6 separate regions of the Mus musculus genome follow, and regions 1, 2, 4, 5 and 6 are each linked to region 3. Evidence: chromatin contacts called from public promoter capture Hi-C data. All regions are on one chromosome and are shown on one strand. Each heading gives the region's core, a stretch centred on a gene start, on an enhancer-like site or on the middle of the called end of the contact. The rest is flanking DNA. Distances are from core to core; before and after follow the strand shown.

Region 1 (2,977 bases), core at 240-2,739, 1.9 Mb before region 3:
CATCTCAGTAGGTCTTTCCAGTCATTACACTGGATGTTTTAAGTGCCCAATTTAATGATGTTCCCTTTGTTCTCTTAACTAATTAAGCTATCTTAAGTCTTTTTGGCTAAAGGTTGTAAGTGCCTGGTTTGATAATACTTTGCTGCCTGCCTCTTCTATTTATGTGCTGTATTATGTTGTTTATTGTTTTACATTTGCTTGCAATATACATAAATGCACTCATTTGAAACCTAAAGTACATATGTGATATATCACTGTTCTATGGGATAGGTTGTCATTTAAGAGAGAAATTGGTATACTGGCTTTTTTCAGAGGGAGGGAGGGCAGGAGGGCAGGAGGGATGGAGGGAGAGAGAGACAGAGAGAGATTGATCAAGACATTGATGGTTTTTAAAAATTATTTCTTTATGTGTCTGTGTGTTTTACTGGGAAATGAACTCAGGTCCTCTGCAAGAGCAACAAATGCTCTTAAGCAGTAAGCTTTCTCTCAGGCCTCCATTGATGCTTTTAAATGATAGGTCTGCTATGCACAATTCTATTTTTTGGTTCACGATAAGAGTAGAAAATTAACACATCCTTTATTTGCTGAGTTCATTTGACTTTTGGATCAATGGATTGCTTTTTTAGAATTTGGAGGATAGGATCCAAGTGTATCACACCATGAAAAACTAAGGAGAAGACAAGAGAATTTGCGAAATGAAAATTAGCTTCTGTTGTACATCTTGACAAATTATTTTCAGGCACGTAATTCTCTACTAGGTGCAAGTATATAATCCTTTATATATAAATTTAATAATGTACACTCCCCCCTTTTGTTCAAGTTCTGGTAGGTAATCATTTGGACTAATTGAGATAGTTCAAAATAAAGTAAAAGGAATCCCTTCTTTGTTTTTAAATACTTGGTATAAATTGAAACACATGCATGTACAATAGCTAATTTAAAGTGCCTTTGGTAGTGCATGTCCTGCTAAAAATCCTTCATGAAAACTCTTTCAAAATCAATGTGTATATGATTGCAGGTGATATGTATATCAATGTGTATATGATTGTAAATAAGCTGTAAACTAGCAAAGGCTCCCACCATGGCAGGACCTGTACTAGCTTGCTCAGTCAGGTCTCATGTTTGTTGAGGAAGTGAGGGGTACGATGCTAATCCTGGCAGCAGAGAAATCCTTTGCATATTTGACTGGCACTGGACCCGCCCCCTCCATTTGCGTCACTCAAGCCCCACCCCCGCAGAATTTAATTCCATACGGGGACTGTTTGGGTAGGCACCCAGCCCTTCTTCCTTGATTGGCTTTTATAGTCCTCCATATCCCTCCTTCAACAGCACTTTGCACATCACTGTGGCTACAGCAGAGCGCTGGGGCGCCTGAGGCGGAAGCGGAGGTGATGAATTGTGATCCCATTGTGGGCTAGGCGCAGCGTAGCGTTAGTCATAGCTGTTCCCCCTCAGCCCTCCCTCAACCGGAAGTAAGGCGGCGCGGCTAGCCGGTCAACATGGCTGCGGGCTCTGCGTCCTCCTTGGGCGGCGGTGCCTGGCCAGGCTCAGAGGCTGGGGACTTCTTGGCACGCTATCGGCAGGTGTCCAACAAGCTCAAGAAGCGCTTCTTGAGGAAGCCGAACGTGGCCGAGGCCGGGGAGCAGTTCGCCCAGCTAGCCCGGGAGCTGCGCGCCCAGGAGTGCCTGCCTTATGCTGCCTGGTGCCAGCTGGCTGTGGCGCGCTGCCAGCAGGCGCTCTTCCATGGGCCCGGGGAAGCGCTGGCCCTCACAGAGGCGGCCCGACTTTTCCTGCGGCAGGAGTGCGACGCGCGCCAACGCTTGGGCTGTCCCGCCGCCTACGGGGAGCCTCTGCAGGCGGCCGCCAGCGCCCTCGGCGCCGCTGTGCGCTTGCACCTCGAGCTCGGCCAGCCTGCCGCCGCTGCTGCACTGTGCCTGGAACTAGCTGCTGCCCTTCGCGCAGTGGGCCAGCCGGCCGCTGCTGCCGGTCACTTTCAGCGGGCTGCCCAGCTGCACCTGCCCCTGATGCCACTGGCCGCACTGCAAGCGCTTGGTGATGCTGCCTCCTGCCAGCTGTTGGCGCGCGACTACACAGGCGCCCTGGCGCTATTTACACGCATGCAACGCCTGGCACGGGAGCATGGGGGCCACCCGGTACAGCAACTCGAGCTGCTGCCGCAGCCGCCTTCTGGGCCCCAGCCACCCCTGTCGGGACCCCAGCCGAGACCTGTCTTGGGCTCGACCTTGCCCCTCCCGCAGCCCCCGGACCACGCCCCAGGCTCTGTTGCGCCTTCACCTGGCACACTCGGTGCCTTTGCTGACGTCCTAGTCAGGTGTGAGGTGTCCCGTGTACTGCTGCTGCTGCTCCTGCAACCACCACCTGCCAAGCTGCTGCCCGAGCATGCCCAGACCCTGGAGAAGTACTCCTGGGAGGCTTTCGATGGCCATGGCCAGGATACCAGCGGCCAGCTTCCTGAGGAGCTGTTTCTGTTATTGCAGTCTCTGGTCATGGCTGCCCAAGAAAAGGACACTGAAGGCATCAAGAAGCTGCAGGTGGAGATGTGGCCACTGCTAACCGCTGAGCAGAACCACCTCCTCCACCTCGTTCTGCAGGAAACCATCTCTCCCTCTGGACAGGGTGTCTGATAAGTCACCTTCTTACCAACTTGTTTTATCTTTGGGGACAGGTGATGAAACATGTGATCTAGCTTCTGTTTTTTTTGTCTGTTTTTGTCTTGTTTTTCTTTTCATTTCTATTGCTGCCATGTTAATTTGGCTTTGTGTGCCTAGCAAGTTACTTAAATTAGTGCCCTCCAATTCCATCCATTATTGCCTCGAATGAGAAAACTTCATCCTTAAGGCTGGAGGAGATTCTACGGAGTAATCTTTCTTTATGCATCTGTCAGTTGCTAGATAATGTTGATTCATTTTCCTGGCTGTTCTAGGTATAGTGCCAATAAACTCAGGAGGACAGATGT
Region 2 (2,883 bases), core at 366-2,865, 1.0 Mb before region 3:
GTCATCAACCACCCTGTATTTGAGCCTACTGCCTCACTGTAATGATTCCAAACAGTGGAGTCAACATGCAAATGACTCAACAGAGCCCATTTGTGTTCCTGGAAAATTAACCAAGAGTACATATCTGCCTGACTATGAGTCAGGAATATCAAATTTGTGGTGGAGCCCATTTTTGTTTTGATCAACCTATACCCGAACATACAAGGAACCAGCATAGAGGTATCCCCTAACAAGCTTTGCCCTTCAGGGGTCCATACTGAACAATGTCATACCAGGGTCTCTCTTGTGAGAGGGAATCTTTTTTAGACTCCATGATGACTTTAAACCTTTAGTGCAAAACCTCAGAAACATTGCCACTGCCACATAAAAGTCACCTGTGTTTTATTTTCAGTGATTCAGCCATAACCAAACTAAAAAGAGAATGAACTTTCAAAGATAAGTGACAGGAGTCACAGCGATGCGATGATCTCGCCCCATTTGGTACTGGCGATCCTGAGCGCTCCAGGACGAAGAGAGCCCGTTACATACAACGTCCCATTCCACTTATGTAACTGGATGATCGCTGGCGAAGGGAGGGGAGGGAGGGTGGGAAGACGCTCATATTCCGAAGCCACAGCACAGCATCCCCAAAGAACCAGAGCACCCTGCGGGCATGGTCTCACGGAAGAGCTTCGAGTGCTGAGGAACGCACAGTCCCTTGCCCACGGTTCCTGATGAGAACTACAACCATCTCTTTATGATGAGTTGTGGGACCTAGGAACATAATGTCTAGTCCTTTTTGTGGGTGGACAATAACCCTCAACTTGTTCCTGCCAAGTGGGGAATGGAGCTGATGGACCGACTCGCTTGCAGTGGGGGCAAAAAGTCACGGAATGGGAGAGGAGGAGGAGGGAGCAAAACCCAGAGATGGGGGTAAGAGCTCAGGAGCCCTTGTGGCGCACTCTCCCAACGGGAGATGGACTGCGCACGCGCGCCAGTCTGTGTGTGTGAGGGGGGAGCAAGTAACGGGAGTGGGGGCGCGCGAGGGAGAAGGGGACAGCGCGATCCAGGGAGAGGCCGGGACCGCGGGCGCGCGACAGTGCCGAGGCCCAAAGCCCCAAGAAGGGCAGGAGCGCGCGCAGCCCCAACTGGCGAAGCCCAGACGACAAGGGCGCTTGCACAGCTGGGGCCTAGGATGCGCACAGATGGGGCGGGCAGCGGGAGGGCGTCATTCGAAGGTGGCTCCAGGGAGATCGCGCTGAGAACCGTCGCTCGCGATTGCGGGAGACGAGTGGAGAAAGCCACCACCGGCGGCAGAGGGAGGGGGAGGGTAGAGAGGAGGGACGCCATCCGCCAGCCGTGTCGCCCGACCCCGCGGGCCCCTCCCGCGCCACGTCCCGCCCCTACCCGCCCCCCAGCAAGGGTCCCCGCCCGCGGCCTTGGCGGTCCCACTCACAGTCTCTCCTCCTCGCCTCCTCCTCCTCCTCCGCTCGGCGCGGCGGCGGCGGCGGCGGTGGCGGCAGCGGCGGCCATTTTCCGGACGGGTTTTACCACAGCCCTCTCTCCGAGAGGAGGGAGCGCGCGCGCAACCGATGCCGGGACCCCGCACGGCAGACGTCGCGCCCCGCCCTCCCGACCAGCCTGTGTGCTGCTGCACCTGCGCGCCCGCGCCCCACCCCTTGCTCTTTGTCGAGATTACCCTTCATTGGTTGTGGAGCCCAGGCTGGGGCGGAGCCTTAGCGGTGACGCCCTCAATTGGCAGGAGTTCCTGTCTGTTTAGGCAGGGAAAAGAGGCGGACCCCATTCAGCTGCGGATTGGTGGAGTTCTACTGTCACTTGGAAAAAAGAGGCGGCTAGGGCACAGAGGGGCTGGTTTTGTGGGCAGCATTTGAATGTTGAGGATTAACTGGGCCCTTGTGGACTCTGGCGCTTAAGGAAGTCTAGGCTCTTGGCGCCTATTAGAGCCTCCCTGCTGAGTAGTTCACCATTGTGATAAGCATTTGACTTCACCAGCATTTCTTTATTATCATTTTCTGTAGAAGTAGCAAAGTTGCCTGTTGAGGAGCCTGGCGTTGTTCCAAGCCAAGGGACTTGTTTTAAAGGGTCTACTGATTGTATTATTACACTAAATTAGCAGATGTCGCACTCTTAAGGCTGACAGTAAAATCAACATATCAAACCTTGGTCTTTGCAGACGTTTATAATGGGCAGATGGTGTGTGCCAAGCCCATAAGAGATCGGTCTGTCATTGTTGAATCAGATGGTTTGATGGAAGTACGTATAAAAGGGAGTGAGGCCAGAGGGAGCATTGTCAAAGCAGCCTTACCCTGATACCAGTCAGCATCCAATGCTCTTTGTGCTAAACAAATGCTCAACAAGAGACTTTCTTTCTTTGTTTGTTTTTTAAACACTATGCAACAAGAGACTTTCTGATTCAAATTTGGCTCCCCTCTCTATTCATTTATTTGCTAGGCACTGTTTTAGTACTGAACAAGGAGACAAACTAGACTCCTGGTAAGGAAGAGTCATACTAAACATACAAGAAAGTAGAACTTAAAATTTTGCACAGAGATAAAGACTTTGAAATAGATAGGGCAAGGACAAAAGAAGTGCTATTATGATACCCTCTAGCTTTTGCCCTCATGTCGTCTCCCAATATGGGTAATTGGGGAAAACATTCTAGGCAAGTTTAAACACTCTAAGGAAGGACTATGCCTGCCTTACTAAGGAGGCCAGTGTGACTGGAGAGAGACCTAGGCCACCAAAAGAACTAGGAGATTATTTTGAGATGAGAAGCCCTTGATAAATATTTGAGTCACTAGCTGTCACCATAAAACCTATGTTGCCAGTGAAGAATGAAGAACTGGCTGGTCCAGAGGTCCTGGCAGCAGTTGAAGAAAGATA
Region 3 (2,926 bases), core at 403-2,902:
GGTCTGATAATTTCTTGCTGTAAAAAATAAATCCATCTAGTTGTGACACTAAAAATGTCCTGAAGTCTGACATGTTAGCCCATATAGTGCCTATAAACTCAGGAGGCTGAGGCAGGAGAATTGCAAGGAATTCAAGGCCAGTTGGGGCAACTGAGTAAGCTACAAGGTAACCTGAGCTAGTGTGAGACAGCGTCTCAAAGCAAGAAACAAACAGATAAACAAAAAAAGCAAAATGTCCTCCTACTTGCCAGCAAGAGAGATAAAATTTGCTGACATTTAATTGGTGCACAGTTTCTTCCCCTAAGCAGTGAGTTGCTCTGTCAGTGTTACTAAAAGAGGACTTTGGGTGTGGAGCATAGAAAGGCAAGATTAAATAACCATACTTCCAAAACTAGCTTGGGGAGGGGAAATGACACCAGAGATAGGGAAAAGGAAACAGAGCTCCAGAATTGAGGAACCAGAATACAACTGTCATAATATGGATTTTTTTCTCGTATTAATTCTTCACTTTTTCTTTTTTTCCCTTTATCAAAAAAAAAAAAGTGATCAAAACACATAATAGCTACCATTCCTGTAAAGGTTTTTGGATTTATTTCCTCAGTTTCATCTAGTATCATCTTTGAACATTTTGTGTAAGTAATGTATGTTGTTTAATAGCTGTACCTTCCTATCACAAAGCCATCTTCGCTGTATCACAAGCAGCATCATAAATCTCCCAGGAGAAGGGACTGGGGAGCAGAGGGAGCAGGGTCCGTAGGTGAATGGGGAGGGGGAGACATGTTACATAGAATCTAATCACAACCACCTCTGGAGGCCTGACATATTAGATTAATAACTATTTACTGTCTAACACTGGAATATGAATGCTACCTTAGTTTACAGCATAGCACAAGGAGACCCCCTGAAATGAAATGCAGAGGGAAATGTGTGAGCTTTTTAGAGCACGAAGTTGGTTTTCACAACCATGTCTGTGAAACAACACAAACGCTCAATAACAGCCAGGCAGATCTACTATTGGATGTGTTCCTTAAAGTCTTATTTTCCTTCTTCAAGTCTGTTAGTAGACTTCCATCCATGAGCAAGTTTTCTTTGACCTTAAGTATTCATTTAGTCCTGGCCTGCCTCTCGGGATTTTCACCTAGGAGGGCTGCTCCAGGCAACTATCCACCACACCCAGATCTCAGCAGGAATCGGGCCCAGTGCTAAGGCCTCCACCCTGGGGGCAAGACACCCAAGATCTGGCCATCCGGGGACAGAGCGCTTGGGAACAAGGCCATGGATAGGAAAAATCCAGCAGCAGATGGAAAGGCCTGGATCCTAGACCCAACCCGAACCCAGAGGACCCCAGGGGTCCCGCTAACCTCAGGTCGGTTACGCTTCTGTAGTAAGTGCTCCAGGTAGAGGTCCGAAAGTGCGGTGCGCATGCTGTTCCCTCCCTCGCCTTCGCTCGACTTGAGCGTCATCTCTCAGGAGCAGAGACAACCAGACGCAGTAGCCGCAGAGCTTTGAGCCCAGGAATCGCAAATCGGGGAACTGCGGCCTGTTCAGAGACGAGCTAGACTAAGGCGGCGGAGGAGGCAGGGATCAAGAGCTGCGCTGAGAGCCAGGAGGGCCAAGCAGAGCAGTACCCACGCTCCGCCTACTCTCCACCCTGGCCCGCCCCTAAGCCCACCCACGCCTTGGCCTTCCTTGTGCTTAGCGATTGGAGAAGGCGCAGTTTAGCGTTGCTTGAAAGCTCCGCTCTAACCACGCCTCTGCGGGCCCTGTCGAGATGCGCAGCCAGCATCCCTGAAAAGATAAAATTCCGAGACAGGAGCTTCCATTCTCTCTCTTACTCGCACGACCTGTGAACTACCGAAGCGGATCCCAAAATGTCCAACTACTGCAACTGCAGCTCTTTTACCAACCACGAGTTGCAACTAGCTGAGTGAACTTTACATCCAGATTGCTCCTGACATCAGGAATCAACCAGCTACCCTGAAGAATGTAGGGGCTCTTAAATTGGTCCCAAGGCCAATGCACCTTTCCAGGTTTAGACTTGTAAAAGTGTGCTGCTGGTACCATCATTTACATTGGTATATGCTATTCAGCGAGGAAAGATGGGACTGCCCTCAAGAGCAAACTGGTTTTATTTACCTTAGGCCAGATCTCCTGTTGTTAATGCCACACAATTTCTAGGAATCAACAGAAGCAAATGGAACAAATAATCTTCAAGAATTGGAGTAAACGCCCTAAACTTCCAAATGGTCTGGAGACTAATGAAAGACTTTCTAAACAAAATGAATGTTTACTGGGTTTAAAGGCTCCTTGGGAATCCTGTCCTAAAATTCAGAGCTTGTATGATTGATAGCTTACACTCTCCCCCGTCCCTAGAAGAATTACTTTTAGGTGGAGAGAGAGGAGAAGAAAAGAGAAGAGAAGAGAAAAGGGGAGGAGAGAAGGGCAAAGGAGGAGATCTTGGTACAGAGGAAGAGAATACACTGAGCAATGTTACAGAATAATCAACTATGTAACACCTCTGTGCCCATATACAAAGGTACTCAATAATAAAAACAGCTAGGTGAGTAAATAAGGCCTTTCATTAACTGACAGTGGAACTGGAAAGGATGAAATTGGAACCTTGGTTTATGTGATACACAATGAAGATGAACCTCAGTTGGCGGACTGCTTAGCTAGCATGCAAAATCCCTGGGTTCAACTCTCAGTAATGCACACACTATTCATGATAGTGCGTGCCTATAATCTTAGCATTTTGGAGGTGGAGTTAATAGGATCAGAAGTTCAAAGTCATTCTCAGTCACTCAGTAAGTTTGAGGGCAACCTAGAATACATAAGACCTTGTCTCAAAACAAAACTAATAATAAGTAAATAAGAAAAAGAACTTTAAAAAATCAGAATATTTTATTCCACTTAAATATATGGATGT
Region 4 (2,700 bases), core at 103-2,602, 1.2 Mb before region 3:
GCTTGGGTTTGGGGAAGGAGGCACTAGTTAACCCCTTCAATCTCTCTCTCTCTCTCTCTCTCTCTCTCTCTCTCTCTCTCTCTCACACACACACACACACACACACACACACACACACACACAAAAGACACACTGAGCCCTCCAGTCTGCTATGGGGGGCGGGGTGGGGGAACTCAATTGTTAAGGCACCAGATTAGGAAAAGAAATAATTTGAAGGAAAAAAAAACTACAAAAATTCACAACTGGTACAATACCCCCATGTGTGTGTAGGGGGGGGCAGTATAGTCATCATGCCATTCGTATTTGCCACGAGGGTCTCATTAGTCTGTTAAAAGCCTGCACCTTAAAGAATGCTTCCCTCTTTTTTTCTGGGTGTAGAGAACGGATCTGTGATCTAAATATTATCTTTTCTCCCGAACGAGCATGGGCGCTGGAGATGAGGACTATCGCAGGAGGGGGGAGGATTCCGCCTGCGCCAAGAGAACACATCCGCTGCCGCGCCAGCCCCAGCCCACTGGGTAACGGTGTACGTCTGAAGTCACTGTCGCCCGCGACATCCCCTCCCCCTCACCAGTCGGAGTAGAGGGTTTCTCTAAGTACCGAAATGCAACCTTTAAACACAGAAGAGTACGGGGGTGTAAGAACGGGGGTTGAAAAATCAGGGAGAAAGCAAAGATGGCAATAAGTGCAAAGAGAGAAGGAAAACACATCAGGGGAGTGAGATAGGAAAAGAGAAGATAGGGAAAAGAAGGGTTAGGAGAGAGATGGAGGGAAGACTTTGAGAAACCCAGGGCGGTAGCACTTACCAGTGTTGTACACGTGTAGTTCGTCCACTATCCCCTCGTTGCCGCCGCCAAACACCACTATAAGCTCCTTGATAGCCACTGCACGGTGGCCGTGGCGGGGTCGGGGCACGGGACCCGACCAGCCCACCACCCGTTTCCAGCGGGGCTGCAGAAGCACCGCTGGCAAGTTTGCGGGAGACACAGCCGAAGCCATAGTTCCGGTTAAGGATGCAGTGGGAAGAGGTCACTGAATGGGAGGATACCCTTAATTCTTCACACACCCCCTTTCGTCTAAGGCAGCTCTCACGAAGAAGCGGCTCCTTACACAGCGGTGGACGACTCCATGGAGGCCGCCATCTTAACTATCCTCCTTCCTTTGGCTCTTCCCCCCCTTCTCACTCAGCTCGTATCCTTAAAAGCTTCTCAGAACTGCAGAGCACCTATTCCCGAGAAGCTGGAGGCCACTGAGCGCCGTCGCTCTAACTATTTGCCTGGGTGTTCCCGCTTAGAACCTCGAGCAGGAGGCTCTGGGAGCCGCCATCTTGAGCCGCCTCTCTCTCCTCCCTTCCTCAGTCGTAGCCCTCCCCCGCCGGAAATGGCGGAGCCCCGGCCCGGTTCCCACACCCCCCGTCCCCAGCACTGGCTGGCTTCCGGGGCGGGTGGAAAAGAGCCACAAATGCCGCGGTTGTCTCAACTTCGCCGACAGTCAGACCACAATTGTGGAAGCCGCCATCTTGAAACCGTCCTGCTTCCCCACCCAGCACTTAGTACAACCACCGATCGCAGAACCCCAACGTTCCTAAGTAATAAAGGCGTGTCAGAGGCTGGCGGAACGGGCTCCAACTCTCAGTTGCTGCTCGAAGCCCCGACCCGTATGGCTCGAGAGGTTTTGCACCTCTCCCTTGAGTCCGCCTCTGCTATTCAGGCTGTGGCGGCCGCCCTGGGAGCCGCCATCTTGAGACTAGCTTCTCTTCCCCCCCCCACCCCACCTATCCTCTTCTTCCTGGACAGTTCTTCCACAGCAAACCAAACGCAAGGCAGCGTCCAATCCTCGCTTCCCTCCTTAAGACTCCTTCCCACAGGAGCCGCTCGAAAGAGCAGGAGTTAAGACCCGAAGTGACAATTGTACGGCAGAAGAAGCGGTAACGGCAGGGCGATCATGCCTCCTCCCTGGGAGCCGCCATCTTGTGTGAAGAAGTAACAACTAAACATGGCGGCTATCGGGCGAGGGGGCGGGGTCAGAAGACGTCACCTTTCCCCCTCCTCCCCGCCTTCGCACGTCTTTGACTCTGGTCTCAAGCCTCTTAAAGGACCCAAAGCTCATAAAGAATTAAAAGCTTCTTTAAAAACCAGTGCGTTGTCTATTTGCGGGCGAGTTGGTGCTCTGTGCAGTAAGCTAGAGACAGTAGAGTTCAGGTCAGGTGCAGTAGTGCCCCGCCCTGCACTCCCCCCCACCAGGGCTCTTCCACGCCTCCACTCTGGGAGTCGCCATCTTGCCACTTCCCCACGCCCGGTCGTCTGCGGGCGTCAATAGCGAGTTTCAGCACAAAACAAAGATGGCCGCGGCATCTAGGGATGCCCGGATGAAAATCTAACTCCGTTCAGTCGCTTGGCCACGCCCCCTGGGAACTGTCTCCCAGGTCGCTGATGGGACACAAACCAGAGAAATGGCCTTTAACTAGCAGTGGCGGCATGACACATGGTAGTTAAGGGTGGCAAAGAATACTGCGATTGCACCCTTTGCTGAGAAGCATCTCTTTTCCCGCTCCGAACACTCTGCGACACTTAGAACCCAGCTACAGCGGGTAGCTGCAGGCGGGGCCAGAGCGGAAGGTGACGCCATGAGCTCACAGGGGCGGAGCTGCTGCCCGCTCCCAGGAGCGCCAGCAACACCCCGAGGCGTCTCCACATCCGC
Region 5 (2,862 bases), core at 248-2,747, 1.7 Mb before region 3:
AAACTCCAACAACTTCCATTCCACTGAAAAGGCCTAGGCTGTCCTAGAAGCACTGCCCTCAGGATGGACTAAGAAAAACCTCTGTTCTTTGCAAGTTGGGGTAGAAAAGAAGGGAAACAATCTAGAAGGCCCGTTTCTGTCACTGGGTTTCTGGGCAACGTCCCTCTCTGATCATCAGGTGCTGTCCAAGCTGACAGTAATCAGAGCTCAGTGACAAGAACCACATCATATAGCCTCAACACAATCAAAAGCCCAGGAGGCCTGGTGCAGAAAGGGCTTTCATTAAAGTCCATCTTGTACTGCCAGGGCCACCTCCCCACCATCTTGGTCATGGCTCAGTTAGCTTTCCTGGAGCTGGCTTGGTTATGGGACCCTCTAAAATGACACATTCCCATCTCCCCCAGAAGACACTTCATGGAAAGGAAAGAACAAAGAGCATTACCGTATACACATCCATTCCAGTATGTCCAACCGGTACTTTGAGGGCCTACACAGCAGCTCCATAATTGTCTTTGGTTCTGTAATATACAGGCCGTCGAGGAAGGGGCAGTTTACACCCTAAACAAGGAAAAGGCAAGTCAGAGGAAGCCGGTTACTGTGGGGTGGCTAAGCATTTCTATCAGTTTGTGCCCCTTCCTGGCCTTGTCAAAAGTTCAAGTCCCTCATCTTCACCCTACATTTGCTCCTGTGACTTGCTGCCCCACCACTTTTAAGTGTGTTCCCTCTGGGTTTCACGGCCATAAAACTAGGAACATGCCTGAGAATGGGTTAAGAAGACTACGATTAAATCTGAGGGGCAGTGGAGGGAGACTGAAAGTGATCACTGAGTCAGTAGCAAGGGGAGATGGGAGGGAGGTTAGCAAGGGGTTCAATGGGCCTGGGATAGCTCCCTAACTTTACACGGTCATGCTCCTCACTGCTGCATGTACCTTAAACCCACCTGGAGGTCACTGTCTCTGACCCAACAAAACGGCAAGGTGTTCAGCCCATCTGTCCCCTCAAACCCAACTCCACCCACTTCCAGCTCTTTGAGATTGGGGCCCGCGTTCTCCATTTTTCATGGGCTCCAAGTCCCCAGCCTCAATCTTGCAATGGTCTGTTGGAACAGCACGAGCAGAGGTCCGAGGACTCCAAAGACCTAAGACAGATGGTCCGCAAGTCGCCCCCCCCCCCAAAGCTTTGCCAGGGCCTGCCACTGTGGACCCCTGTGGTGCGGTCAATGTCCACAGGAAGCTCCAAATGGCACTGGGACGGGGCCCCACCTGGTCCCCTATCAAGGAGCGGTTCCCCTGGCTCACAGTACCTTCAGCTTCTCGAACACCTCTACAGCTGCCTTGACCACGCAGTCATCACCCACATCTTTGTAGTAGCTGTCATCAGACCCGGCACCGGCACCCTCCTCCGCCATGTTTCGCGCTCTGAACTACAACTGGTTCACGCCCCCCAAGCTTACAGGCCGCCGCCACACTGCTAAAAGCTCACCAGTTTCTTAGGTCTCTCCGCCCACCAACCCGCGCGGCAGGAGCGAAGCCAACCATCGGGACGGGCGTCACAAAGGCCCACCCTCTTTTCCAACAAGCCTTCCCATTGGGCTGCCGCTCTGTCACTGCCTGCGCGCACCTCAGGGAGCAGGGTGCAGAGAAGAGGGTTGGGCGAGGATAGGACAGAGGCGGGCTAAAGGCGGGGCTGGAGGGGAGAGGCAGAGAGGAGGAGGCGGGCCGAGTAGGACTTAACCAAAAGCTGAGTAGCTCCTTTTAGAGGCAGAAGTGAGGGACTCAAAGAGGTCGGGCTCATCCAGGAGGAGGCGCTCCTACCTTGTTCAGGTTCTCTTTGGCAGTAGATGGATCCTGACTGATGAAGGCAAGCTTTGATAGAAAAACTAAGACCATTTCTCGGCCCAAAGTTCTGTCTTGTCTCCTTTGCACACAAAGTCAGAGGGAAAGTTCTTAAATTCAAATCTGGCTCTGCCAATCACAGGCTGTGTGACTTTTGTTTTGGTTTGTGTGGTCTGTTTTGTTTGGAGAACTTTGAACCAGGATTTGGCTTTGTAGCCCAGACTGACTTCAAACTTGTGATCCTCCTGCCTCAGCCTTCAATGCACTGTGATAACAGGTAAGCATTACCACACCCAGAAAACTTTGGGCCAGTTACCTAACCTCTCTGTGCTTCCTTGCCCTCAAATAAATGTTGGATAATGAGAGCACCTACTTCATTGGTTTACAAATGAAGATGAAAAGAAGCAATCATTTCTATGAAATTCCTAAGGTGAAGTCTGACAGGTAAATGTTCATTGTTATCATTATGCTGACCAGGCCCCACATCTCCATCCTACCTTTGGCTTTCATGGATGCTCTTGTGTCTCATTCCCACTCAGTCCGCTTAAAAATCTCTCTGTAGCCGGTTGTGGCGGCACACGCCTGTAATCCCAGCACTTGGGAGGCAGAGGCAGGCGGATTTCTGAGTTTGAGACCAGCCTGGTCTACAGAGTGAGTTCCAGGACAGCCAGGGCTACACAGAGAAACCCAAGAAACCCTGTCTCAAAAAAAAAAAAAAAAAACTCTGTATCTCAGATTCAGTGAGAGGCCCTGTTTCAAAAAGTAAGATGTCTCAGCCATTAAGAAATCTTAATGGCTGGTGCTCTTGCAGAAGACCCAGGTTTAGTTCCCAGTACCCATGTGGCAGGTCACAACCAGCTATAACTCCTGTTCCAGAAGACCCAAAGCCCTCTTCTAAACTCCTTGAACACAGCATGCATATGGTGCATAGACATAAATGCAAATAAAGACGCATGCACATAAAAATAAATATTTAAAAATAATGTAGAGAACAACTGAAAAAGATACCCAACAATGACCTTTGGCC
Region 6 (2,749 bases), core at 235-2,734, 1.3 Mb before region 3:
CATTAAGAGTTTACAGAAGCCTAGCTTCTGGAGCCATCAGGGTCTCTAGTAATCCTCTATATGCTGCTGGTCTTTCCTCAACAATGAGGAAGAAGCCATAGCACACGTGTGGCAATGAGAAGATGATTCTGTGGGGTCCTTTTTCTCCTTGCATTTTACAAGAATTCCAAGGATTAAACTTGGTATCCAAGCTTGGAGGCAGGTGCCTTTACCCACTCAGCCATCTGGCTGAACCAGAAGTCCCTATTTTAAATAGAATTTCATGTAGCATATGTAGCTCCCTTCCCCAAACAAAACAAGACAAAACAAAAAAGCCCCCAAGACCCCAACAACAACAACAACAAAAAACCCCATGGCATTCTGGAAGGTCAGAGTCAGCAAATGCTTTGAGAACATAAAGTCCTCTCTCCTCACTGGAACCCAGAGAGAAAAGAGAGCTGGCCTAATGCCATATTCTAGGTCAGTGGAAGAGCAAGGCCTAGAGGTCATAGCTCTTATTCCCCAGAGCTAGTTGTTGGTTTTCTGGTGCTAAGCAGTGCTACCCAGGAGCTAAACCAGCTAACCAAGACTCCAAAGAAAGAACCAGGAAAGCAAAGCCCTAGAAGCTTCCAGTCTTAGAACCCTGGTTCACTCTCATTACAGGGGTTTGGGCTTGTTTGTTGGCCTTTTGGTTAGAATCAAGTATCTAGGTGCTTGGTAGGCGGAAGATCTGGAGGGATCAAGGATTATGGATAGCCAGATGGCGGCGGTGCATGCCTTTAATTAATCCCAGCACTTGGGAGACAGAGGCAGGAGGATTTCTGAATTCAAGGCCAGCCTGGTCTACAGTGTGAGTTCCAGGCTACAGAGAGAAACCGCGTGTTCGACGAGACAGAGAGAAACCGGGAGAGGGAACGCGGGGACACAGCGAGAGACACACAGCGAGAGAGATACTGATAAAGTCTGATTTTCCACCTCCACTAGGGCAAAGCAGTCTAAGAGAGGGAAAACCAAGGAGGAACTGAGTCCAGAAACAGGCTTAGATGGTACATGCAAGGTGGGCCAGGACACGTGGCCTCTTCAAAAGGGCTTCCACAAGGACACTACGGAGGGGACACCTAGCTACTGCGGTCTACCTTCCCAACCCTTCCGGAGGAAGGCACAGAGGAGCCAGATCAGAGTCAATTTCGGCCAACCGCCTCACGGACAGCAGAAGCAACCAGTGAACCCCAGAGTGCAGCCCTCTCCCCGCCCCTCCTATGGCTCGCACAGCCAATCGAATTCCGTGTTTGCTCAAAGAGCCGTTACCCGACTCCGGGTCTCAATTGGGTGTTAAGTCCCTCTGTAAGCCTGCAAATGTCCCACCGCCCATTCACCACTCACCTCCCAAGGACGGCAGAGGAGAGTTGGCTTGAGCATTGCCTTTGCAGCACCGCCAGCAGCTATCGCCACCTTCAGCGCCATGACGAAAAGTGAGGACCTCTACAGGTCAAAACATTAAGCACCGTTCTCGCGACAGTTGGGGACAGCGAGAAATCCGGGGTATGGGTTGAGAAAACGCTAGCATTACGCACGCGCACAGTCACACCGGTTCTTACGCCCCCTTCCGGTGCCTAGAGCACTGTTCCGCCATCTTGGGGAGGGGAAGGCTGAGAAGGAGGGAAGTGCGACCGGTTGGGACCCTGGCTAGGGAAGCGGACACGTCAGTGCCGCCAGCGACGTCACCATGCCCGACCCAGCCCGCCGACGCACGATTGGGTGCTGAGGCCGCTTACGCGTCGCGCTTCCTCGTCTGCTCCGCATGTCCAGGGTGGCTTGCTCTCTTTTCCCCTCGGAAGAGAAGAGGCGATGGCGGCGATGGCATCTTTCGGCGCCCTGGCACTACTCCTGCTGTCTGGCCTATCTTGCTGCTCAGGTAGCGGCCTGGCCGGAGCTTGTTTCGGGGCGCGCCCCTGCTGTTGGCAGGTGGTGCTGGGGGGAGGAAGGGTGTGCGCGAGGTGGGGATCTGGCCCTTCCCGGGGCTCGTCGCTACTGACGGGATCTTCCCCCGATGGGTGTTGTGTCGTGGCGACCAAAGCACCACACACACGTTTACCCGACAGCCAGGTTGCTTCCTTGTCTGCTTTTGGGAGAACCCCCAAAGCAGTACCATGCTCCGACCACCAGCTCCAGCAGGGAAGGTGATATGTATGTCCCTGGTTCCTGTGTCAAAAGGTAGTCGCACAAGAGCAGTGCTGGCAGCTACGAACCAATGCTGCATAGGCCAGGCTTCCCCAAGAGAAACCTAAGAGAGGGAGGCAGATCAGAGTAAGGGCACTAGGCGAGTTAGATAGGGAACCGATGAAGTGAGCAAGGGCTTTTAGTGCCCAGAGCCTCGACTTTTTGTGACGCCTTGGTATATCCCACCCCAAAGTTCATAGCAAAATTGAACCGTGCACAGACCCGTTGATATTTGTGAGACATCTGTAACGTGGTAGTGGGGCTGAGCTCAATCTGGAGTGCCGGCATGTGTTTTGAAAGATGTTAGCACCTCAGACCTGAGAGCCTGAACTAAGGACGATTTGGTTTCTGTACATACAGGTAGCCTCTGGCCATCCCTTCTACCCACCCCTCAGAGAATCCTTCAGTCTGTTGCTAGCAGTGTCTTAAAAAGACAAACCTGGCTGTAACATCTATTAGGGGTTCCATAGTGTCTACAGGGAAAGGCCCAGCTGAGCAGGTCACAGAAGGGTTGGTGGAATATGGCCTTGAGAGCCATTCCCAGGCATTT

What was found. Promoter capture Hi-C pulls out the DNA fragments that hold promoters and counts their contacts. Capture Hi-C pulls out chosen DNA fragments and counts their contacts.
Region 1: a contact with region 3 is called in a promoter capture Hi-C map of erythroid cells, with 22 times the contacts expected there. The contact joins the promoter of F8a here to the promoter of Mpp1 in region 3. A contact is called at or near these places in 2 of 39 promoter capture datasets (erythroid cells and pre-B cells).
Region 2: a promoter capture Hi-C map of erythroid cells shows a contact between it and region 3, with 37 times the contacts expected there. The contact joins the promoter of Mecp2 here to the promoter of Mpp1 in region 3. A contact is called at or near these places in 3 of 39 promoter capture datasets (the HPC-7 cell line, erythroid cells and second pharyngeal arch cranial neural crest).
Region 4: a contact with region 3 is called in a promoter capture Hi-C map of liver, with 2.6 times the contacts expected there. The contact joins the promoter of Hcfc1 here to the promoter of Mpp1 in region 3. A contact is called at or near these places in 1 of 39 promoter capture datasets (erythroid cells), 2 of 115 datasets of contacts at active chromatin or transcription factors (astrocytes and large pre-B cells) and 1 of 9 other capture datasets (liver).
Region 5: a contact with region 3 is called in a promoter capture Hi-C map of erythroid cells, with 28 times the contacts expected there. The contact joins the promoter of Haus7 here to the promoter of Mpp1 in region 3. A contact is called at or near these places in 2 of 39 promoter capture datasets (erythroid cells and pre-B cells) and 2 of 9 other capture datasets (adipose tissue and liver).
Region 6: a promoter capture Hi-C map of erythroid cells shows a contact between it and region 3, with 36 times the contacts expected there. The contact joins the promoter of Idh3g here to the promoter of Mpp1 in region 3. A contact is called at or near these places in 2 of 39 promoter capture datasets (cranial neural crest and erythroid cells).

Annotation. Positions count from the first base shown.
Region 1 is chrX:73,226,817-73,229,793 of GRCm38.p6, forward strand. F8a (factor 8-associated gene A) reads left to right here and starts at 1,490. Exons shown (of 1, transcript NM_007978.3): 1 at 1,490-2,977. The coding sequence starts at 1,500. The coding sequence ends at 2,645.
Region 2 is chrX:74,084,075-74,086,957 of GRCm38.p6, forward strand. It overlaps Mecp2 (methyl CpG binding protein 2), which reads right to left and starts at 1,616. Exons shown (of 4, transcript NM_010788.4): 1 at 1,436-1,616.
Region 3 is chrX:75,129,364-75,132,289 of GRCm38.p6, forward strand. It overlaps Mpp1 (membrane protein, palmitoylated), which reads right to left and starts at 1,653. Exons shown (of 12, transcript NM_008621.3): 1 at 1,362-1,653. The coding sequence starts at 1,463.
Region 4 is chrX:73,965,005-73,967,704 of GRCm38.p6, forward strand. Hcfc1 (host cell factor C1) reads right to left here and starts at 1,353. Exons shown (of 26, transcript NM_008224.4): 1 at 807-1,353. The coding sequence starts at 999.
Region 5 is chrX:73,457,532-73,460,393 of GRCm38.p6, forward strand. Haus7 (HAUS augmin-like complex, subunit 7) reads right to left here and starts at 1,498. Exons shown (of 10, transcript NM_028633.3): 1 at 1,304-1,498; 2 at 443-558. The coding sequence starts at 1,408.
Region 6 is chrX:73,785,413-73,788,161 of GRCm38.p6, forward strand. It overlaps Idh3g (isocitrate dehydrogenase 3 (NAD+), gamma), which reads right to left and starts at 1,485. Exons shown (of 13, transcript NM_008323.1): 1 at 1,363-1,485. The coding sequence starts at 1,443. Ssr4 (signal sequence receptor, delta) reads left to right here and starts at 1,611. Exons shown (of 6, transcript NM_001166480.2): 1 at 1,611-1,894. The coding sequence starts at 1,828.